Linked DNA regions of Mus musculus: all the other regions are linked to region 4. Evidence: chromatin contacts called from public HiChIP or PLAC-seq data. All regions are on one chromosome and are shown on one strand. Each heading gives the region's core, a stretch centred on a gene start, on an enhancer-like site or on the middle of the called end of the contact. The rest is flanking DNA. Distances are from core to core; before and after follow the strand shown.

Region 1 (5,396 bases), core at 2,189-4,688, 270 kb after region 4:
ATGCCCCTGCGGCCCCGCATGGGAAACGTGATGTCACTGGACACGGCGGAGATAGGCTCTCTCTGAATGCTGATCACTGCAGCAGAGGGAGGGCGGGCAGGGAGTGCCAAAGACAGATGCAGGGAGATGCATACCAGGGAAGACACATGGGACGTTGGAAGCAACACAGAAGGCAAGGTGCATGAACACAGAGCCGGTGGAGGGAGACACACAGACAGACAGAAGCATGGGGTTAAGCGGAGGGGGGGACAAAACTTGTAAATGAAAGAGCAAACCCAAAGTGTCCCTCAGGACTATCCCTCACCCAGGGAAGTGGGGTGCTAATGTTCTAGTCGGATCCAGCACCCACTCCCCCGCCTGCATCCTTTTACCCAGATTGTCCGTGACAATGAGAGAGCTCTGGAAGGCCTTGAGAGCGTCGCCCACGAGGTGAATGAAATCTTCCACAACACGCAGCAGGTGCACAGAGCCCGGTGACACCTAGGAGCAGAGAGGGTGTGAGGGAGGGTCTGAGGCAGAGTCTGAGGTGGGTCCTGAGAGGAGATGGCTGGAGGCTGAGCCCTCACCCCGGGTGACCCCTCACCTGCTGAGCATCATCCCATTTGTCCTTGTTTTCTGAATCCACCATGAAGCTCACCACCTGGAAGAAACGCTGGGAAAAGAGGGATGGGTGAGGAGGTGTGAACCTCCATGCTGCCCCAGCAGACCCCACCGCTGTGGAGCAGTACCTGCACGTCATCGGCGGAAGGGACATAGGTGGCCCTCTTGAAGGTGTCAGTGACGTTCCTTAGGATGTCCACAGAGAAGAGCAGGTCCCCGCTGTAGTAAGTGCGCCGTGCCAGTAGCTCCTGCAGGCTCCGCACCACCTGTGACATGCCCTCACCTGCCAGCATGCGCTGGCCCTTAGCCAGGTGTTCCCGAAGCTGTGGATGACAGGTGTGGCCCTGTCATTGTAGCATCAGAAACTGGGAGCAGCCCTTGGCCTGGCCTCCCCTCTACCCGCTACGTGCATCCAGGAAGAGAGAAGGCATACAAGATCAAAGAGAGGCTCCCCGGAGACACAGTCTGAGAAGGAGGCAGAGGTGATTTTGGAGACAGAAGGACTCAGAGGTCCAAATGCAGAATAATATGCTGATTTGGGGACTGTGCACTTCCCTGTCCCTAGTTGGCCTTGAACATTCTGAAGCAACACACACACAGGGTCTCTCAAATGCAAGCTTTTAGTGCAAGCAAGCCCTGGGCTGGGAACTAGGGACTCGAAGATAACTTCAACGTTTTCCCTGCCTTCAAAGAGCTCCCAGTGTTGCAGAGAACACTTAAATGCATTCTTTGTTTGTGTTTTGGTTTCCTGAGACAGGGTCTCTCTATGTAGCCGATAGTCCTAAAGCTTGCTATGGAGACCAGGCTGGTCTCGAACTCAAGAGGCTGACTCTGCCCCTCCCAAGTATGCCCATGTCTAGCTTTAAGCCATCCATAACTCTCCATGTCTAAGAAGTTCAGGATGGGGCACTGTGGGTAGGAACACAGAGGTATGTACCAGACATAGAGGAAGATACCTAAGAGGCCCTGACACAGGAGTAGGAGTTTGCCAGACAAAGATACACAGTTTATACCAAGGCATGAGGGAATGAATGAGCCTTAAGCTCCTGCCAGGGCTTGAGACACACCGTATGCCCCGCCCCACACCCAACCATGCACACTCACTGACAGGTACAGGTAGCGGTATTCATGGGATATGCAACGAGCAAAGCTGGGCAGTCCCCAGTATGCTACGCCCTGGGCACTGAGGAGACAGCGGCGGCTAGCAGAACCTGCAGAGATAAAACAGTGACAGGCATTAGGGCTGAGATCTAGCCTACTCCCCCTCCACATCTTGGGATGCAGACCCAGGGCTTGGGCCCAGAGGCGGGCAGCAGGGATGGTGGGGGAAGAGTCTGTGGGCACAGCCACCTGCCCTTACCCGAGGCATTAGGGGGACACTTGTTGTAAATGATCTCGCCAGCTGCCGCCCTCTTCCATGTCATCAACATCACGTACTCATCCCTGCACATCTCATGGAAGGCTGTGGGGATACGGCGGGGGCGGGTGGGGGCGGGGTTTAGCTGGGCTCATATCTGTCCCCCCAGCCCCCAGCCCCAGGGTTGTATAAGCAATACCTGGACACCTCTTCTCACTGCAGGGTTTCACCTCCTCTCCTGTGCCCTCGCAAGGGTAGCCCTGTGTGCCAGAAGCCTGGCACATGCGGAAGCGGCGTTGCCAGCCCGTGTCACACGTCTTGGAGCACAGGCTCCACGCGTTCCACGGCCCCCACTTGCCGTCAGTGGCTATGAGAGAAGGGAAGTGTGAGAGGCCATGCAAGTCTCCAAGGCCAGGGCTACCCCCTGCTACCCTCACACCAAGCACTCACCCGGGCAATCGAGATTGCTGCACTCACGGGTATCCGTGAGGGCACCTGCGCACGTGGCCCAGGCTGGACCCGCCACACTGCATTTCCGGCTGCGCTGCTGGGTCCCATTGGCACAAGATGATGAGCATGGGCCCCAGGGACCCCATTCTAGCCACTGGCCTTCCACTGCATGGGGAGACACAAGCGGGGGTGGCCATTGAGCAGAACGTGGGTGGGCTAGTGTGTGTGCGGGCGGGAGGGGGGAGTTCCACAGGGAGATGGCAGAGCCTGTTGGTCACTTAGACCTGCGCCAGGCCAGACCATCTGAGCTGAGCATATGAAAGGGTCTGAAGAGAGTGGGTGGTGGCTGGGCCGCTTTCTGCCTGCCCCTCAGCAGCTCCATGATACCTCTCCACGCGGCACCAAGGGCAAACCCCAGCGGTGAGAGGTTTTTTTTGTGTGTGTGAGGATGTAGGTTGTAATGGCACCTTCTGATCTTTGCCTACACGTAAGCCCAGCTTTGTGTCCGTGGTGCCATGGACACCAAAGTGCTATTTACAGCAAGGGCAGCTGAGGGCATCGAGGAATGGGCACCGGAAAGCAGGTCCCTTCTGATGGGGTCACAGTATACCAACTCCAAGTCAGGGCTGGGTTTCACCTCCCATTGACTGCTGGCAGCTATACTTCTCCAGTCTCCCCATGCGTGGTCAAAGCTATAGGAACCCACCCCTCCAAGGACAGGGCACGGAACCTGACTGCCTCCCCTAGGTCTTCCGATTCCCCCCACCCGGCTGGGCAGCGCCTGCCTAGAAGCCCCTTGGCGCTACTGACCCGGGCAGGCGGCCATACTGCAGAGTTTAGTCTGCAGCTCGGGACCCTCGCAGGCCTTGCCGCCGTGCTGGGGGGGCACGCAGGTCCGCATCCGGCTCCGAGACCCCCGCCCGCAGCTGCGGGAGCACAGGCTCCAGGACCCCCACTCCTCCCACACGCCGTGCACTGCAAGGAAGCACGTGGCCGGTGGCTGGGCGGCACCTTGGCTCCGCCCACAGCCAGCGCCTACCCATCCGCCCACCAATCAGGAGTTCCGCAATTTTACGACCACTCCTTATTGGCTCCGCCCTGGATTCTGTTGCCAGGGCAAGAAGGTTTAGGGTCCCAGGATAGCCACCCTTTGTGGGGATGTGGTCCCAAATCATACAGGACAGGTTTTGTGGACACCCAGATAAGGTGACCAGGACCAGCCTGAGGAGCCATGGTCTTCTTTTCCTGAGGGGCACAGGAAAACCCAGGAAAGGATCCAAGATCCATCCTTCTCACCCCTTCCCACCCCCAGGCCCAGGGCCTGAATTCAACAGGGCAAGCCTGGGGCAACAGAAGTGCCCCCTCCCAGCCCCAGTCGCAGAGACACACAGACAGACATGAACCTCTACATAGACGCTGACAGACACAATGAACTCACAAGAGAGAACAAAGCTTTGTCCACAATCTCCTGCTACACCCCCAAGCTCAGAGAGCCTCCCCCAGTAGGCCCTAATCTAAATCTGCTGCCAGCACTTCACCCCAGGGGAAGCAAAGAACAGAACTGGTTGACACTGGCCTTTCTATCAGTCACCAACTGACCCAAGCAGACACATGCATTTCCTCAGTACCTGCGTGCAGTTCCTGCCTGCTCAACTGCTTTAAGCATAATGGTCTCTCAAGGGAGGCAATCAAGGGAGTGGAAGGGAAGCCCAGAGCCAAGTGGGGACCCTAAGGGAGGGTATCATTTTAAAATAGAGTGGTCTACATCTTAGATCTAAGGGCAGGCTGAGTATTTTAGCCAGTGTGGGGGAGGGGAGGGGCAAGAATAAGCAAATGCAGAGAGCTGAGATGCCGCAAGGGGTGCTGGTGAGGTCAGGAGTATGGGGGGAAAGGGGCGGGGCGATGTGCAGAGAACAGCCTTGACTACCAAGATGGAGGCACCCGGGGTGTGACGTGCCCAAAGTGGGCCCCAGATGTATGTTCGGATTCTATCGTAACCGGAGTGATTCATGCCAGGCTGGCGTAGTGCCTGGGTAAGGTATATGGAGGACAGGCAAATTTGCAGAGGGATGAGGTAACCAATCATTGGGGGTTGTGGGGGAGCTGTGTTATGTCCTGTCACAAACAGGACCTGACTCTGCTGGCAGATAGGGCAGGAAGGAGGACGCCTACCTGGGCAGGTGGCTGAATTGTTGCAAGGCCGGGTCTCCCGAAGGGGCCCGCTGCACAGGGTCCCATAGGGGGAGGACACGCAGGAGCGGGTCCGCACCTGCAGACCCTGCCCACACGTCAGGGAACACACGCTCCACGGGGACCACTCCTCAGCTGCTGGGTCGCCTACGAGAGAGGGACAGCGTCGCGGCAAGGGACACCTCCCAGAGAGTTGCATGGGAGCATGGAAGGACCAGAAAGATGGGGGCGTAGGCATCAAAGGGACCCTCCTACCCTGACCCCAAGTGGCAGGCTCTTTAAAAGGCAACCCATCCCTGCCCACAGTCCTCACGTGGCAACATAACTGAGCTCCAGGACATAGACACAGACAGGCACACGCCAGCACACATGCCATCAGACGCCACAGTCGGGCCCCCGCCACGGGAAGAGAGGCGGGCCCGAGTTACCTGTCTGCGCCATGTATAGCCCAGGCTCATCTGCAGACCTTGGCCACTGGGTTTTCACCTTCGGTTCCTCTTCCGGCTCCTCACCTGGAACACGGAGGTGGTGGCAAGGGGCTTAGCAAAAGCCAGCTGAGCGCTGCCACAGTGATACAGAGGGCAGCCTCTGGTCCTCGGCCCAAGGGCCTGGAACCAACTGTGGGGTGATGCAGAGAGAGCATCACATTCTGCCCCCTACCCCACCACCACCATTTTACAGATAAGGAAACTGAGGCTCAGAAGGCCATCTGGGACTCATAGCCACCTTGTCCACCTTTTGCCTCAACCGGGTGGGACTGGAGGGCAATGGTCAACATGTTGAGCTCTGAGGAGGTGTC
Region 2 (5,752 bases), core at 748-3,247, 460 kb after region 4:
GACAATTCTGCCTCTCAAGCAGGGGATGCCAGTTTCTGAGAGGACACACTAAGAATACACCATTCATTTCTACCCAAGCTTAGTGGGGTCATGCCTGCCATGTTAGCAGCTGGAAAGCTGCAGCAAGAATACCACAAATGTCAGGCCAGCAGTTAAGTTCCAGGCCAGGCTACAGGATGAGACCTGACCTCAAAAGAACTATGATAGATAACTTCATATTGAATTTTGTTGTAATTCTATACCCACTATCACAAAGAACCACCTTTTTTTTTAACTTTCCTTATTCCCAACATTTTTTTGTAGTAGTGTCACTAGGAATTAAACTGAGTTCTTCTTTGTACGAGGCAGTGCTCTACGGCAGAGCTATCCTCAGATCCCTTTTACTATTTTGAACACCCCCCCTCCTTTTTTTTTTTTTTTTTACTATTTTGAGATTTAGGCCTCACAAAGTTTCACAAACTGCCCCTGAAACCTTCCATCCTCTGGCCTCTGATGCCCGAGGAGCTGAGATCACAGACCTCTGCCACCAGGCTCAGTTTTACTCACTTATTTCCAATTACCTTCTATGATTACATCATTAAACAGAAAATCTTTATCAACAGTTCATCTCAAATCCCCAACTCAGCCTACTTATATACCTATACCTTTAACACTTGGGAGAGACTTGAGGCAGGAAGATCAGAGTTCAAAGCCAACCTGTTATGAAGCATTTGAGATGATACCAAATCAAGAACCTATTTGGAACTTCTAAAAGTCCAATAAAACAAATGAAACAAAAGAACTTCTTCTGCATCCCCCATAGAAAAAGTCCATTAACAATTCTTTCCGATCATCCGATCCAAAACTAAGAGTGTCAGGATCAAAAAACGAAGCTCTGATAATGTGAGTTCTTCTATAGTCTTAGTTTCCTCTTGCACACTAACAAGGCTCAACTTCTCTCACTTCCTGTCTGAAACAGCTCAGTAACACAGAGCGGGGAAGCAAGTAAATACCATATACTAATCCAGCAATAGCGACTCCAAACTGAAACATTTGCTGAATGCCTACAATGACGCTAGATTAGTCACTTTATACTTCGTGACAAATCCAAGGGCAGAAACTAAACTATGGCACTTTATCGATATTTATGACCGTTTCTTAGGCGCTTTTCTGCAGAAGGATACGAGAGAGTCACAGATAAAAGATACCGCGGCTTACCTCATTAAATAGCCTTGACCTCAACACTGAGCATTTGCCAAAAAAAAAAAAGTTTACGCTTCCGAATACTTTACCGGCTAAAACTCAGACTCCGGGACAAGAGTCAAGCTTGGATGGTTAGCGCTGGGAAATGGGGGTGGGGAGGATGGCAAAGACATCTCTGGAAATTCATAAATTTACAATACATTTTTACGAAAAGGGGAAAGAACGCCAGAGATCAGCGTCACGGGAGACTCAGACCCTTTTCTCTTACTTGACTGCAACTCAGGGATCCCACGCTTGAGTGAATTAAGTCCCTGGACGCGAAGGGTTCCCTATCAACACAAAGACCAAGGGGCCTCCAGGATGCCTGTGCTCACGCGCCGGACAAACGCAGGCGCACCCCTGCACACCACCTAGTCCGCCACGCTCCTCCTCGTCCCCACTCGCTCTCACCACACCTTCGCCCCCACAAGGACACATGCTGCCCGCACACGCACCTTCTCCCGCATTCTTCTACGCTCTCTCGCTCTCTCGCTCGCTCACCCCACCTCGAGCCGCGCTCCCCGCCCCTGGCCCGGCCCGGCCCTCCTTCCGGGGACGTGTCTCGGGCCTGCTCTAATGGCAGCGGCGCCTCCCGCCCTCCCCTGCCCGAGGCCCGGGCGCCGCGCGGGGCCGCCCGGGAGGGGCGCACTCACGCTGGCAAGCTGGGGACTGGGCATTGAAGGCCGGCGGAGGCGGGAGCGAGGAGGCGCCTCTCTCCTCAGTCACCTCGGCGGCGGCGGCGGCGGCGGGAGCGGCGGCGGCGGCGGCGACGACTCCCCCCCAGCCTCGGCGCGCGACACCCGGCCCGGCCCGGCGGCGGCGGCGGCGGCGCGTGTCCACGAGTCCGTCTTGCTGCTGCTACTGTTGCTGCCGCGACCGCCGCTGTGTTCCCCCCCCGCTGCCGCCGCTGCCCCCGCTACCGCCGCTGCCCGCTGGCGTCGCCTCGCGCCGTGCCCGGCCGCTGCTGCCGCTCCAGCCGCTCCCGGACGAACGACGGTTACAGCCCGGCCGATCGCGCCGCCGCCACCACCGCTGCGCGCGCAGCCGGACCAGCTCCCGCCGCCGCCCCTCAGGGGGCGCTGCGGGGCGCGGCGCGCGCGGCGCAGCCACGCCCTCGGAACCGATGATTGGCTGCCGGCGGCTCGCGGCGGTTGGCCCCACCCACTCTGCCTACAGAGCTTTGACCCACTGCCCTGGGCGCCTCCCGCGCTCCGCCTCCGCGTGGCTTGCTGCGCTCGGCACTGGGGGCGACGGAAGGCGTATACATGTGACCGGCGCGGGGTGGGGGTAGCGGGGTGACGAACGTGGCTGAGGGAAGCGCCCGCCCACTCTGCGACTCGCCCATCCGCACCTGGGTCTAAGTTAGCGCCTCTGGCCACCCAGTGACCCGCAAGGTCGCGGGCGGATTCCGGATCCCGGGAGGCGCCTCGAGCCAGATCCCGCTGGGTCTGGGACTGGGACTGGGCGGCAACCGGGGCCTGAGCTCGGGGATTTCCAGCTCAGAAGTGGGGAACCGAGTACCTTATACTTGGCTGTCCTTCCTGGAGGCCTCGAACATCTCTGCGAAGTCTCTCTGCCCTGCTCCCCAGACCTCTATCGGGCAAGCAACACACAGACTCTTTAGATACGGAAATGCAGAATTAAGGAAAAAGTTTTTTCCTAGGTATTCTCAACTATTAAGCGGAATACTGTCTTCACAGCACAGATACTCTTCAATACTTAAATAAAGTATGAAGAATGGGCGTGATTAAAAAAAAAAGTCTGGCGGTGGTGGCCTATGCCTTTAAACCCAGTTCAAGGCCAGCCTGGTCTACAGAAAGAAAGCACCTCTAGAATTGGAACTGGGAATAGAACTCTGGGAAAAGCTTGCCTTGCATGTGAGGCCCTAAATTCAACTCTTGGGAGCCTCAAAAAAAAAAAAAAGTTTGAGTTGGATTTTAACAGTTTTGAAGATTATCTTAGAGATTCTCTAATGGAAGGAGGTTTTTTGTGTTGTGTTGTTTTGTTTTGTTTTTGTTTGCCTTTTGCTTTTGAAACCTGGCCAGAAGTTATAAGCCAGTTCATGCATCTTGATTTCTTGTTTGGAAAATGTGGTTACCCGGTGAGTTGGGAGGCTGGTTTGGGCTATTGCCAAGTGGAACAGGAAAAGGCTCTGGAGGCTGGCCTGAGAAGTGGGTTAGATTTCCCCAAGATGGGAGTGGGCAGAAAAGTGTATACTCACTATCCCGCACGGAACCCTCGCCCACCCAGGATTGACACTTACAAGGAAATGAGAATGCCCCTGGAGCTATCGCTCCCCAGTGTGTTCATCCTGCCCTTGCCCTGTGAGGAAATGCAGTGGTCAGTGGTCATTAGCCCTTTCCCACGAGGCAGTCCTGGAGCATCGCTCCTCACCAGAAGCTGCCCTTTAGAACTTAGTTTTAAAAAGAAAGATCTAATGACTCAGCCTCCTACAGCCACAGCGCAGAACTCAGGAGGATGGGGTATTTTAGGGCAAGTCTGTGTGGCCTTGCTGTGTGGGAGTTAAAAGGCCTTGAGGAGCAAGAGAGTCTAGAGATTAGAATCAAGGCCCCTGGCAGAGGGTGTGAAGGCTGCGCAAGGGTTGCCTGCATTATTCTCCCAGCCTTTCTTCAGGCAGCGTCTCTCCAAGGACAGACTGGAGAGGAAGAACTAACCACCCAGCAGAACTTTGGCTGCATTTCCTGGTTATGGATGCTTCATTTATGGCTTCAAAACACCTTATTATGCACATCCTACCATAGTATGTACAACATGCTATAAATGCCTGTTTTCATGATTCTCCTCTGCAGGACCGGTCTACTAGGGCAAATGAGTAGATAGCTGAAGGAATGAATTTCCCACCGCCTGGCTCTCAGCCGGGCCCTAAAATATCAGTAAGTAACATAACATGAGGATAACAGCAACACCTACACTAATGGCCATTTTTAAAAGCACCTACTCTATTCCAAGCTCTGGGCAAGGTGCTTTTAAATAAATTACCAGACTTATGTTTCTAAATAACCCTGTGAAGAAGGTATTATTAACTCATTTTAAAAGAGAATAGAGGCTTAGAGAAATGAAACGTCAGAGGCAGAACTTGGCCCGGGTTTGTCTGCCTCTGGGGCCCAGATAATCGTGTTAGTCTCTGACTTCCGTCACTAATTGGTGTCCCGCAGAGTGCGCTGGAAAGCCTACCGAGACCTCGGGCGCCCACCTATACGAGACCACAGGGTCACCATCACTGCGCCTTACCCGTAGGCCAGTGAAGAGGTATACAAGCCTCTCAAACCTAGTTTTTCCAGAGAAGGTTACAAGGCAGTTTTACTTCCTCCCCACCATAAACAGAGCGGGAACCGGGCTGCGGGTGCCTTATTAAACCCAAACCACCTTGGCAGTGAGCTTCACACATAAGTACCCTGAGTTTATCCAGGGCCATTGCTGAAGCACTCCAAGTGCCATTAGCTTATTAATCCTCCCAGCCCCCATGTGAGGCTAAAGCTGGCGGTATTCCTGGCTCATTTTCCAGTGCATGATCTCCTTGGAAGCAGACGCTGTGTGGGCCTGCCATACACAGCAGTACTAAAGAAGAAATGGGGGGTATGGCAGAGAAACTGCGGTGCTAGGGTTGGGACACAGCCCAGGTCCCTGGTTCCCATTCTGTGAGTTTATGCTCTCTTACTTGGCCTCTTTGTGTGGCCATAAAGTTGCTATGTAACCTTGTGTCCTAATTAGAGTTTTTTGTTTTATGTTTTGTTTTGTTTTTTTTTTTTCCTTTTCAACTTGGAACAAGCCAGAGTCATTTGGGAAGAGAGAGCTTTAGTTGAGAAGATGCTACCTGTAATGCAAGTCTGTAGGGCAGTTTCTTCATTAATGATTGATGTGGGAGGGCCTGGACCACTATGAGTGGCGCCAACCCCTGGACTGATGGTCCTAGGATATGTAAGATAACATGTTGAGCAAGCCACGAGGAGCAACAAAAGGGATCAATATGGGTTCAGGACACCCCAAGACCAAGTTCTCAGCACATAGAAGATTCACTTGCCCCAGGGAGACAAGGGTCGGGGAATAGAGACGAAGACAGGAGATAGAGGATGAACGTGTATTTGTGTGTGTGTGGTGTCAGGGAACACGGGATATGAGACAACAAGACCAAGAACTGCCTCTGAATAGAGAAGAGACAGACATAGCCCATTGGCCAAATGCAGTTCATAAAGGTCCAGAGGAAACTCCAGGTTAGGATAAGGTGTTTAATTTAATTGACATGTTAATTAGGGGAGCCAAAGGGGGCTTTTGATTGCTGGACTTCAATACTTTGATGGCTGGACCTTTGCAGTCAGCCTTGGAAGGAGACGTGGATAAATAAGAAATAAGGGAATAGACCTTGGGGTCTGGCTTTAGGAACATACTCTAATGGTTTTTAATGAGGAAGAAAGGCAAGGCCTGCCAGAGCGGTGTATGCCATGCTTGGGCTGGCTAGAGTCCCTTCAAGCAAGCCAGTAAGTAACTTCTCCTATACCCTCCTCTTCAGTTC
Region 3 (5,663 bases), core at 132-2,631, 260 kb before region 4:
TCAGATCGAGTCCACAGCCAATAATCAAGGGCAGCCTGGGCTGCTTGGGACCATTAATAGGAGGGCCAGCCTTGTCTTAGGGACCTTACACAGGCAGGGTCATAGAATCCTTTCACCTAACAGTCCAGTGATATGACCCAGGCCTAACCGGGAAGACTGGGGCACAAAGGAGTGAACTGCTTGTCAGTCACAGCCTTTTCCTTTTTCTTTTCTTTTTTTTTTTTGTTGTTGTTGTTGTTGTTTGTTTGTTTTTGTTTTTGTTTTTCCGAGACAGGGTTTCTCTGTGTTGCCCTGGCTGTCCTGGAACTCACTCTGTAGACCAGGCTGGCCTCAAACTCAGAAATCCGTCTGCCTCTGTCTCCCAAGTGCTGGGATTAAAAGCGTGCGTCATCACTGCCCGGCTACTCACAGCTTTTTCATGCAGCATTTAACTTAAATGTTTGCTTTGGACAGGCATTGAGTTGGGTGGGTAGAGGGGACAGGGACAACTTCTCTCTCTCTGATTGTTATCCGCTCTCTTAGCTGTTCGGCTTCGTGTTTGCCTGTTATGTGAGCAAAGTATTCCTGGAAGAGGAGGACAGCTGTAAGTGTGTCTCCCCACCACCACCACCACCACCCCCGGGGGTCTTTTCAGCACCGTGGACAGGGCCTCCTCCCCTCCTGGTTGCCCAGGGTCAGCTTGGGAGGAAAGAAGAGACACCAGGGATGGATGGGGTCTGCGTAACCACTCTGGGTTAAGACCCAAATGTCTAAATACTCAGTCCAAGACCCCAGAACCACTTTTGCCCATACTGGACCTAACTGCATAGAAGGGTTCAGAGCCTGAGGTTTTTCCTTCAAGCCTTTCTTAATCTCCGGGGGCGGGGGTGGGGGGGCGCAACACTTGACCCTCCCCTCTCCCACTCCTACGCACAGCCCGATCCCCAGGTCCACGTCCTGGGCGTGGCTGTTCTGGCCCCACCCACCCCTTCCCAGGAGTGGGTGTTCTTCACCTTCAAAACCCAGCCTTCAGGACTCACCCCTTCTCTTCCTCAGTTGACTTCATCGGTGGCTTTGACTCCTATGGATACCAGGCGCCGCAGAAGACGTCGCATTTACAGCTGCAGCCTCTGTACACGTGGGTCCCTGGTGGGGGCGGGGTGTTACTGGAGGGACAGTCATTAGTGTTGGTGGGAAAAGGGGGGCACGGAAAAGGCGTGGGAATCCGGGTCTCCTTGTCTGCCTACTCGCAGGCCTGCAAATGCACTTCTAACCTGCTCTTGTTTCCTGCAGGTCCGGATAGCTTCTGTCCCACCCGCGTACAGTTTTCCCTGGACCACTGGAGCCTGAAGCAGTGCTGTCCGGAGGCGCGGATCACGATAGGCAGGCGCGCCCCTGGTGGCGCTTAGGCTAACTGCAGCTTGTGCAGCCTCCTGGATCTGCAGCCCCTGGAGAAAATGCGGACTCTCAAGACTTGAACTTGGACCTGACCCTAGCTCTAGCAGGACTTCAGGGTTGGGGCAGGACGGGGCGGGGGGGAGGGGGAATCACTGGGTTTGTATTTTTTTTAATCTCAGCCTTGGTACGTGCCGGGGTCTTCCTCTTTCTTCAGCTCTACTCCTTACCTAGTATCTTGCCCTCAGTCCAAACAGCAAGACAGACCGAACTCACCCCATCTCACCTCTCATTCACCTGCCCTGGGGAAAGATACTGTGAACTAGAAGCAGGAGTCCTGGGCTCCAGCTACGGCACCATCACTGACATCCGGTGTGACATCGGGCCGAGTCTTTGCTCCCTCCGGGCCTCAGTTTCCCCACATCAAATAATTAAAATTATCCCTTAGTTGATGATGCTTCTAGCACTCTCGTTTGGCTTTCAATTCCATGGGCTACGCTGCAGATACGGAAACTAAGGCCCAGAGATGTGAGGTGACTTGCTTGAAGCCACACAATAAGGTTTTAGCAGAGGCAGGTTTTGAATCCGGTGTACTCTAGTTTGAGACTCCCCAATCCAGTATCTGGCCTCTGGACTTGGTTTACAAGCCCCAATCTAGCTTGGGCATTCCAGAACACTCACATATCACAGCCACCACGCACCAGCTCCACCCACTCTTAAAGCAATATATCAGTTCGTTCTCTTGGGAGCCAGACAGACAGAGCCTAAAGCCCGAGCTCAGCCTGACCCACAGGAGGCCTTTGTAGACTCAACCTGTTCCTCTTTGGCAAGCTTTTAAACCTCGTCCTCCAGGAAAGTGGGACCTCCACTCCTCTGCCAGGTCCCTAAGCCTGGGTCCCTCTCCCATGATCCCCTCCCACCGAGCAATCCCAGTAACCCTCAATTCTTCCACCTACTTCTCCATTGTGGTCTCCGAGGGGAAGAAGATGGTGTTCGGAAGCAAGCCTGGGGATATGAAAGGGCAGAATGAGAGTGGGTGACTATGGTCAGGAGGACCAGAACCCCACCATTCTTGAGGACAAAGCAGAGAGGAGGGCTCTTCTTCATCTTCTTCCTCCACAGATGCCCTGAGGACTGTGTCCTCAGTAGTGCTTGCTGACTTATGTACAGAGAGAACAAACATCAGTCCCTCCAATCTGTGAAGCGGAAACAATAGGAAAGGCAGCTAAGAAGCAGAGGAACCTAGCAGGGAGCTTGCACAGTGGGGGCAGTTCACACCACACTGTGGTGAACACGTCACTCTCCGGGCTTTTCTGAGTTAGAGCGGCAAGCCCACTCCACGACTCCATCCAGCGTGCCACACAGAACAGCCAAGCTGGGAACTCCACTGGCCATCACAGTCCCTGGGTCGTGAGCCTAATCAGAGGGGAACAAGTTTCCTTTAGGCTAGGCTACCTCTTGCCACTGGGCCACCTCCCACCAGCCACACTCACTTCTCCCCATCCCTTCCCACAGGGCTCTTTCTACTCGAGGGTTTAGCCACGGATGCTTCGAAGCCTTTGGTTTTATAAGCTGGGTTTTGCAGGGGGTCTGGGTTTGCTTCTCAAGACCTTATGGGCTGAGACCTCCCTGGTATCCATGCAGGTTGGTTGATTAAAAAAAAAAGTGTTTTCTTCACTGTGTATCTGTCTTGCCCTCTTGGTTGGAAAGCTCTCCAAAGGAAAAAAGCCCCTGAAAAAGGGGGGGGGGGGGCAAAACTGGGTGTTCATACATGGAGTGTGTTTGTTTGAGACAGAGTCTCACTATGTAGACCTGACTGATTCAAGACTCACCATGTAGACCAGGGTGGCCTTGAACTCATAGACATCTACTTGCCCAGCACTCTAAAATGCTAGGATTAAAGATGTGAGCTGCTGCATGCACCCCTCCTTCTAAAACTATCTTATTTATAATCATTTGTTTGTGATGGGGTCACGTATGCCACAGCGTTTATTTGGAGGGTGGAGGACAGCTTTGTGGAGTTTGTTCTCTGTGTCCATCTTGTTTTTCTTTACTGTGTCTATTTGTGTGTGGCGTGGGGGTGTAGGGATTGAGCACACATGCCAGGGAGTACATGTGAACTCACAGAACCATTTGCTGGGATCAGTTTTCTTCTCCCATGTGAGTCCCGGGTATCGAGTGCCTTTACCACTGAGCCAACTCGTTTGTGTGTGTGTGTGTGTGTGTGTAAGTGTAAATGAGGTTTTGCTGTGTAGCCCAGTCTGTCATTGAATTCATAATCTTCCTGCTTTAGCACCCTCAGTGTTGGATTGTGAGTGGGTACCGCCATGCCTAGCCTTTATCATATACTCCTACACTGGCTTTATGGCTTTGGGCAAGCCACTATCTTTTCTTTCCTCAAGAACAGCACAGAGGCTGCTGGGTAGTAGCGGTGCACACCTGTAGTCCCAGGACCGGGGAGGCAGATAAGGGTAGATCTTGTGAGTTCAAGGCCAGCCTGGTCTACAAAGTGAGTACCAGAACAGTCAGGGCTACACAGAGAAACCTTGGGGCAGGGGGAGCGGGAAGAAGTGCAAAGTGCTCTCTGTTTTATTTGCTCTTGTTGATGCTGTTCCTGGGTCTCTTGTATCTTGGCTCTTCTCTTTTTCTTTTTTTTTTTTTTTTTTTTTGGTGTGGGTTGGGGGGAGAGTCTGAGACAGGGTTTCTCTGTATAGCTCTGGCTGTCCTGGAACTCACTTTGTAGACCAGGCTGGTCTCGAACTCAGAAATCCGCCTGCCTCTGCCTCCCGAATGCTGGGATTAAAGGCATGCGCCACCACGCCCAGCGGCTCTTCTCTTCTTTACAACTGAGTTCCTGGCTTTGAATTATCTGTGTCTTAGTCACTTTTCTATAGCTGTGAAGAGACACCATGACCACGGGAACTTATAGAAGAAAACATTTAACTGGAGGCTCGCTTAGCAGAGAGTAATATGGCCCTCACATCACAGTTCTGGAGCATGGTGGCAGGCAGGCAGGCAGATAGGACACTGGAGTGGTAGCTGAGAGCTTACATCTGATCTAGAAGTTGCAGGCAGAGAGAGTGAGATTGGGGCTGGTGTGGACTTTTGAAACCTCAAAGCTGCAGGGCAGTGGTGGTGCACACCTTTAATCCCAGCACTTGGGAGGCAGAGGCAGGCGGATTTCTGAGTTTGAGGCCAGCCTGGTCTACAGAGTGAGTTCCAGAACAGCCAGGGATTCACAGAGAAACCCTGTCTCAGGAAAAAAAAAAAGAAAAGAAAAGAAGAAGAAAAAAACCTCAAGGGCTGGTGAGATGGCTCAGTGGGTAAGAACACCGGACTGCTCTTCCGAAGGGAAGGTCCAAAGTTCAATTCCCAGCAACCACATGGTGGCTCACAACCATCCATAATGAGATCTGACTCCCTCTTCTGGAGTGTCTGAAGGCAGCTACAGTGTATTTACATATAATAAAAATAAATAAATCCTTTAAAAAAAAAGATAGCTTACTGTTGAAAGAAAGAGAGAGAGAGAGAGAGAGAGAAAAGAAAGGAAGAAAGAAAGAAAGAAAGAAAGAAAGAAAGAAAGAAAGAAAGAAAGAAAGAAAGAAAGAAAGAAAGAAAGAAAGAAAGAAAGAAAGAAAGAGAAAGAAAGAAACCTCAAAGCCCACCTCTGGGGACACACCTCCTCTAACAAAACCACACCTTCTAATCCTTCCCAAACAGTCCATGGACTGGGAGCCATTCAAATAAATGAGCCTGTGAGGGCTGTTCTCATTCAGACCACAAGCTGGCACACTGTGCTTTCGGCATGGATTCCTCCCTCCTACCTACCCCTGACATCCTGGATCATTCTGTTAACATTGCTCAAGAACCAGTATTTCCACTTGACTTTGAGTCTTGGAATCCACTTAATTAACTAATTAAGTTAAATAAATAAAGTCAAAGAGGGCTAGAGAGGTGGCTCAGTGGTTAAGAGCACTGACTGCTCTTCCAGAGGTCCTGAGTTCAGTTCCCAGCAACCATCTGTAATGGGAACCGTTGCCCTCTACTGGTGTGTCTGAGGACAGCGACAGTGTACTCACATACATTTAAAAAAAAAAGTTAAAGAATAGGCTATCCTGAGCTATAAGAGGGACCATATGCCCCCCAAACAAGACTTTGTGTTTCTGAGGTGCCACATTATTAGACTGGTGCACCCAGGTCATCAAGAGACCTTCCCACCTCAAGATCCTTATTCATCCCATTTGAGAAGTCCCTTTTGTCAAAGTGGTCCATGCCTGGGCTCCAGGGAT
Region 4 (5,297 bases), core at 2,534-5,033:
CTGCTTGGGAGCCCAGTAGATAATGATTATACCTCTTCCCAGGTGCTCCCCCCAGTCCCAAGCCCTCATTACCCTACATGCATATTCATGAGGGATGGCCTCCTTCACTACTCTGTAAATGGGTCAAAAGCAGGAAGTAGAGGCCAGTGCAGAGATCTGAGGCCCAGGGGACAGAGCCTCAAAGCAGGAGCACACTGAGTCCTCATGGACGGGAGGATGGTGAGAGGATTGGGCATCAGTGAACTGTGGGGGGCTTGGGGGAACTGAGGACCTGGGGAGGATTTAGTTCCTGTGTTTCATATTTGAAAAGTAAAGTCCAGGAATAGTAGATCAGAGAACCCTGGGGCAAAGGGTATAGGGAAGCCAGGGCTTGCTTCCTACGGGGACTAGGGAGTTGAGCATGGACCACACAGGGGGATGGACTAAATGACCTTGGCAAATTTTTCTCCAGTGGATCTGGTTTCTGTGCCATTAAGTGGAAGAGCTGAATCCAGCATCCTAGCACTCCCATGAGGACTGAAGAGGCTGGGTGACTTGTCATGGTCACACAGCTGCTAACTGTGATCTTGTCTTTGGAGGTGTGAGAGACAGAGTTATTCCAGACTCACACCGGAGGTTTAAGACTGAGGGGAAGGCTGATGGGCTGAGGCTGCTAAGCAACCAAGCTTTTCAACACCCCTGTGGGGTTTTGTTTTTGTTGTTTGTTTGTTTGGTTATTTATTTATTTATTATTTATTTTTGAGGCAAGGTTTCTCTGTGTAGTCTTGGTTATCTTGGAACTCATTCAAGTGTGCACCACTACCTCCTGGCTTGATCCGCTTCCTAATATCCTGTCTTTCATGGCTCCTGAGATAACCAGAGCAAAATGTTTGTTCCCATTTTACAGATGAGAAGTGTGAGGCTGAAGGAGGAGGAGGTACCCGGACAGGACTACACAGTGAGTAGTCTGCACAGGGCTGGTCCTTCCCTACAGGGTGATGCAGGGTGATTCCAAAGCCTAGCTGGTTTCAGGCATGGGTAAAGCCAGGACCATGACAGCATAGTATTCTGTTGGGAAAACTTCCAGCCTAAAACTGACTGGTTCTTTCTGTGCTGTAGCTAAGCTAATGCCCTCTCCTCTCAGAAAGCACCTGCTCACCTGGCTTTGGTGCTGCACACTTCTAATTCCAGCACTTGGGAGACAGAGGTAGGCAGATGTCTGTGAATTTGAGGCCAGCCAGGTCTACAAAGCAAGTTCTAGGCTAGCCAGAGCTACATAAGAGATATCCTGCCTCAACCGCTTTACCACCTCAAAAAGCAACTACTTCCTTGACCATGTTCGCAAATGCTCATACCTGCTTTGTAGAGTTAAGCAGAATTTACCAGGCCTACTTCAGGGAAGGGGACGGAGGTGTCCTCGGGATGGCATGGACTCTGGGAGGTTGGGGCAGCATAGACTCCAGGTGTCACCCCCTCTGTGTCGCTGTGCTGGGTTATGGAAAGGAGATGCTGTTGGTGGAGGATCCAGTTGATGGAAGGAGGGGTCCAAGGGAGCAACCCCTGGCATGGGGACATTCAGAAGGCGGGTAGCACTTCAGGCTTTGAGGACAGACGTGTGGATGGTGACCGTGCGGGGCCATTGGGTCAGGATGTTGTCACAGTGGAATGAGGAAGCAGCTCACATATCCATGCAAGCATCCTGCCTTGCTGCGTCTCCTCCTTGTGCATTGAGGGTACAGCCAGAGGTGAATTGGTGTGTGTGTGTGTGTGTGTGTGTGTGTGTGTGTGTGTGAGAGAGAGAGAGAGAGAGAGAGAGAGAGAGAGAGAGAGAGAGAGAAGAGATTGTTTTCAATCTCTTCTACTTTCCAAGAGAGGTATGAATGGCTAAGGACAGGCTTTGGGGATCTGAAGTCAGGGCCACCCTTAATGGCCTCCTAGCAGCAATAGCAGCGATTTCTGTGACCACAACCAGCCTTTGGTCAGTGCTAAGTTTACCAATAACACAAACCTCCGTTTTCCTCATGTGTGAATTGGGTCAGGGAATGAGTCTTTTTTGGGACAAACACGGACTCAAACGGTGCCATGAAAGAGTGTGGGGCTCTTGCTTGCGCTCCACTAAGTTGAATTATATGTGAGGTCTGCTGTTGTAGATGTGCCAGGGAAGTGGGCCGAGGTTCATTTCCAGTCAGGCTGGGTCCTGGGCTGGAGGATCTGGTTCTCTTCATCTAGAAGATGTGGGATGTGGGCAAAGCTTTGAAGGCACCACAGGTGGACAAGGAGAAGGACTTTCAGGAGGAAGGCACCAGGTGGGCTGACGTGTGGAGGAGGGAAAGTGCAGGGTATTTGCGGAACAGCCCTGGCACAATTACCAGCTCAGCCAGGTGCTGTATGAATCACTCGGGGAAGCAGTTAGGCCGGATCTTTGGCCCCTGCGGCCAGCCAAACCTATGGACTTCCTTCCCTAACATTATCTGGTCTAGAGTTGGTGGGGGAGAAGGCTGGGGTGAGCTACCATAATTACAGAACTCTGCTGCTGCGCCTCACACCCGATCCTGGGGATGACCTGCCAGGATGCCCTCTCACCCAGTGACCTCCTTAGCTAGGAGGTCATGGCTGTACACAGATAGGGAGTGAGGAGTGCTGAACAGAGTGTGTGTGTGTGTGTCTCTGTATGTGTCTCTCTCTGTGTGTATGTGTCTCTTTCTGTGTGTATGTCTATCTGCCTCTGTCTCTGTCTCTCTGTGTGCAGTGCTGAGCAGTGAGTGTGTGTGCCTGTGTGTATCTCTGTCTGTCTGTCTGTCTCTCTTATGTGTATATGTGTGTGTGTGGAGTGCTGAGCAGTGTGTGTGTGTGTGTGTGTGTGTGTGTGTATTTGTCTCTCTCTCTCTGTATATCTATCTGTGTTTCTCTCTCTCTCTCTCTCTCTCTCTCTCTCTCTCTCTCTCTCTCTCGTGTGTGTGTGTGTGTGTGTGTGTGTGTGTGTGTGTGTGTGATCCAAGACAGGTCCAGAGTTTGAAGACAAGGTGGATGGAGAGGAGAGGGTCTAAACAAGTACGAATCTGGGGCCTTAACAGGGATGGGAATGACACAGGCTTTTATTCATGGAGCAGTTGCTGTGTGTTCTAACAGCCCCATGAGGTTAGCACCTTTAGTTTCAATAGGGGAAACTGAGACTCAGAGAAGCAAAGTAGCCTCCCTTATCCTCCCTCTGTCTGTCCTTCTCTTCTTTCTTTCCGTAGGCAGGATCCCATGTAACCCAGGCTGACCTAGATCTGGCTATGCAGCCAAAGATAATTTTGAATTTGTGATTCCTGCCTCCTGAGTGCTGGGTTACAGGCGAGAGCCACCATGCCCAGTTTTATGTGGATCAAACCTAGGACTTCATGAATTCTCTGGAAACACTCTACCGACTCAGCTACATTACCATCCCCCCACCCCCTTGCCTAGTAATTTACCATTGAGCACCCATAGATTGGGCCGAGGTTTTCCGCCAAGATCCAAGGGCATCAGGGAAGACCACCTCTTACTTCCTCTAACAATGACAGTATTTGGGGTCGGTCACACAATGGCTCCTATGAAGTTCAAATCCAGATGTATTTCCAAATCCTCGCTTTGGTTCAGCAGACAATCCTAGCTCAGAGTTGAGTTGGGCTGTGCCCCTGTCGTTGCTGGACTTTCCCCATCTCAACCTCTTTAGGAAATGTCTGGCGCCAGTACCTGTCCCAGGTGAGTCCTAGGAGGCCCCGAGCGTCGCCGGAAAGTGACGAGCGGCTTCGGCAGGTGGGGCGGGGCTGGGGCGGGGATGGGTTTGGGGTGGGGCCAGCCAAGCGCCTGGAGTCCCACCGGATCCGGGATCCGAGGCCGGTGCCCCGAGCCCCGCGCCCCTCACCGCCATGGGGGCCTGTCTCGGGGCCTGCTCCCTGCTCAGCTGCGTGAGTGCCCACCTCGTCCCTGCCGCGGCCCCGCTCACTTTTTCTCTACCTTCTTCCTCCAAGTACTTTCTTCTTTTTGCTTCCTCCAAACTTGCCTTTCAGAGGCCCCACCGATGCCCTTCTTATCCTCATCCCCCAGCTGCTCCGCTTCGGCCGCGGTGCGCTGGACAGCTGGTGTCGCGGCTCGGGTGACCGCGGGGGAGGGGTGGGGCGCGGCCGGGCGCCTTTGGCGCCGTCACTCCGAGAACCGGGATACTGAGGCCGGCAGCGGGTGCGGGGAGCCCCGCGGCCATTGCGCGCTCCCCAGCTCAGAGCACCCCCAGGTTGCGTGGCGCGTCTCTCTCCAGGGCGCGGGACTCTTTGTGTAACTGGTAGGGTCCCGGCCCCGCTGAGCTTACTGTCTTTCTGGCAGAGCGTCTGTCATTCTGTCTGCCCCTGTCGCCTGGCTTAGTCTGTTCTTTTGTGTTTGTCCCGTTCACTTCTCTAGGATTCGGGCACTGTCTGTCTGTCTGAACGTCGTCGTAACCAGCTCCGTCTGCATCCTCTTTCGGCGCGCAGTCTGGCCCGCTCACTCTAGGGCACCCCCCCTGCAAGCGCTGGACCCTTTCCCTCCAGCTCGAGCTGGAAAGGAGATGGGGGTTGGGTAAGAAGGGTGGGCAGGAGCCCCCCCCCCCCCATCCCGCTCTTGAGCGAGGTTGGTGTCGGTTGTCACTGACTACCTGTGCCAAACTTTGGATTTGGAAAGATCCAGAAATTGAGGGAGGTTGCGTGTGTCCACCTGGTCGCCACTGTTGGGGACCAGGCGGGAGGCCAGCTCTGTTTTGGGGCAGCAACCAGCACAGGGGAGGGGACCCGGCCGGCCATAACCGGCCGGGAGGCCCCCACTTCCCCAGCCCCCTTTCTTTTCCTTCTTCCCCTCATTAAATCTGAGGCTCTTTCAGACAGCTCCCTCCCCTTCTGGCCCCACACAAAGAGGGGCGGAGAGGGCTCCCGCGGCTGGCTGCTGTAGGAAGGTTCGTTCAGGACTTGCATCCTTTGTCCCTGATTTGTGTGCGTGTTAGGAGCGGGTGCCCAGGAGAGAGCTGCGCATCTAGAGGTTTTCTTTGTAGCCATTTTCTGAGAGTGAGCTCAGTCTGGGGAGGCAGTGGCGTGGGTCCCTGGACACAGCTCTTGTCCTCTCTTGGGCCTCTCTTTCCACTGAAGTGGGGGGGGGGGGGAGAGGGAGAGACGGGTAGAGGGAGAGAGGGAGAGAGAGAGAAGCTTGAACAGGAGATCAGAGTAAGGCTATTCCTTGCTGATGCTCATACCCCTTCCTGGGACGGGTTTGCTTCCTGGTTAGGGAGGGAGACGTTCCCACTCACAGACCATGATTCCCATCTGGTCTTG

The links. HiChIP or PLAC-seq counts read pairs in DNA pulled down with a chosen protein or histone mark.
Region 1: an H3K27ac HiChIP or PLAC-seq map of differentiating embryonic stem cells shows a contact between it and region 4, with 2.5 times the contacts expected there. The contact joins the enhancer-like site here to the promoter of Serinc2 in region 4. A contact is called at or near these places in 1 of 39 promoter capture datasets (the 3T3-L1 cell line), 1 of 484 Hi-C or Micro-C datasets (nephron progenitors), 3 of 115 datasets of contacts at active chromatin or transcription factors (differentiating embryonic stem cells and embryonic stem cells) and 3 of 9 other capture datasets (adipose tissue, embryonic stem cells and pancreatic islet).
Region 2: a contact with region 4 is called in an HNF4G HiChIP or PLAC-seq map of pancreatic cancer cells. The contact joins the promoter of Ptp4a2 here to the promoter of Serinc2 in region 4. A contact is called at or near these places in 5 of 39 promoter capture datasets (the 3T3-L1 cell line, cranial neural crest, hippocampal neurons and 2 more), 1 of 484 Hi-C or Micro-C datasets (muscle stem cells) and 3 of 115 datasets of contacts at active chromatin or transcription factors (embryonic stem cells, forebrain and pancreatic cancer cells).
Region 3: a contact with region 4 is called in an H3K4me3 HiChIP or PLAC-seq map of embryonic limb bud, with 2.8 times the contacts expected there. The contact joins the enhancer-like site here to the promoter of Serinc2 in region 4. A contact is called at or near these places in 12 of 39 promoter capture datasets (the 3T3-L1 cell line, the C10 cell line, the HPC-7 cell line and 5 more), 4 of 15 datasets of contacts at CTCF or cohesin (the NIH/3T3 cell line, embryonic stem cells, large pre-B cells and 1 more), 8 of 484 Hi-C or Micro-C datasets (the G1E-ER4 cell line, the HL-1 cell line, Sertoli cells and 4 more), 10 of 115 datasets of contacts at active chromatin or transcription factors (bone marrow-derived macrophages, embryonic basal ganglia, embryonic forebrain and 6 more) and 2 of 9 other capture datasets (adipose tissue and liver).

Annotation. Positions count from the first base shown.
Region 1 is chr4:130,004,738-130,010,133 of GRCm38.p6, reverse strand. Adgrb2 (adhesion G protein-coupled receptor B2) reads right to left here. Exons shown (of 30, transcript NM_001290715.2): 3 at 5,026-5,109; 4 at 4,580-4,744; 5 at 3,218-3,382; 6 at 2,408-2,572; 7 at 2,157-2,324; 8 at 1,961-2,062; 9 at 1,705-1,811; 10 at 729-923; 11 at 584-652; 12 at 372-480; 13 at 1-76. Among named protein-coding and RNA genes, the nearest start is that of Adgrb2, 23 kb to the right of the region's middle. Within about 2 kb of position 3,438, at least 18 of the 459 cell types and tissues checked have an H3K27ac peak or open chromatin away from gene starts, as enhancers often do. A contact at or near this core is called in differentiating embryonic stem cells, where this site is marked.
Region 2 is chr4:129,816,724-129,822,475 of GRCm38.p6, reverse strand. Ptp4a2 (protein tyrosine phosphatase 4a2) reads right to left here and starts at 1,997. Exons shown (of 6, transcript NM_008974.4): 1 at 1,875-1,997.
Region 3 is chr4:130,527,524-130,533,186 of GRCm38.p6, reverse strand. Nkain1 (Na+/K+ transporting ATPase interacting 1) reads left to right here. Exons shown (of 7, transcript NM_025998.4): 5 at 523-583; 6 at 1,036-1,117; 7 at 1,273-3,056. The coding sequence ends at 1,282. Among named protein-coding and RNA genes, the nearest start is that of Nkain1, 44 kb to the left of the region's middle. Within about 2 kb of position 1,381, at least 66 of the 459 cell types and tissues checked have an H3K27ac peak or open chromatin away from gene starts, as enhancers often do. A contact at or near this core is called in cerebral cortex and embryonic limb bud, where this site is marked.
Region 4 is chr4:130,274,072-130,279,368 of GRCm38.p6, reverse strand. It overlaps Serinc2 (serine incorporator 2), which reads left to right and starts at 3,783. Exons shown (of 10, transcript NM_172702.3): 1 at 3,783-3,911. The coding sequence starts at 3,873. It overlaps Gm34957 (a long non-coding RNA gene), which reads right to left. Exons shown (of 2, transcript XR_376686.3): 1 at 3,435-5,297.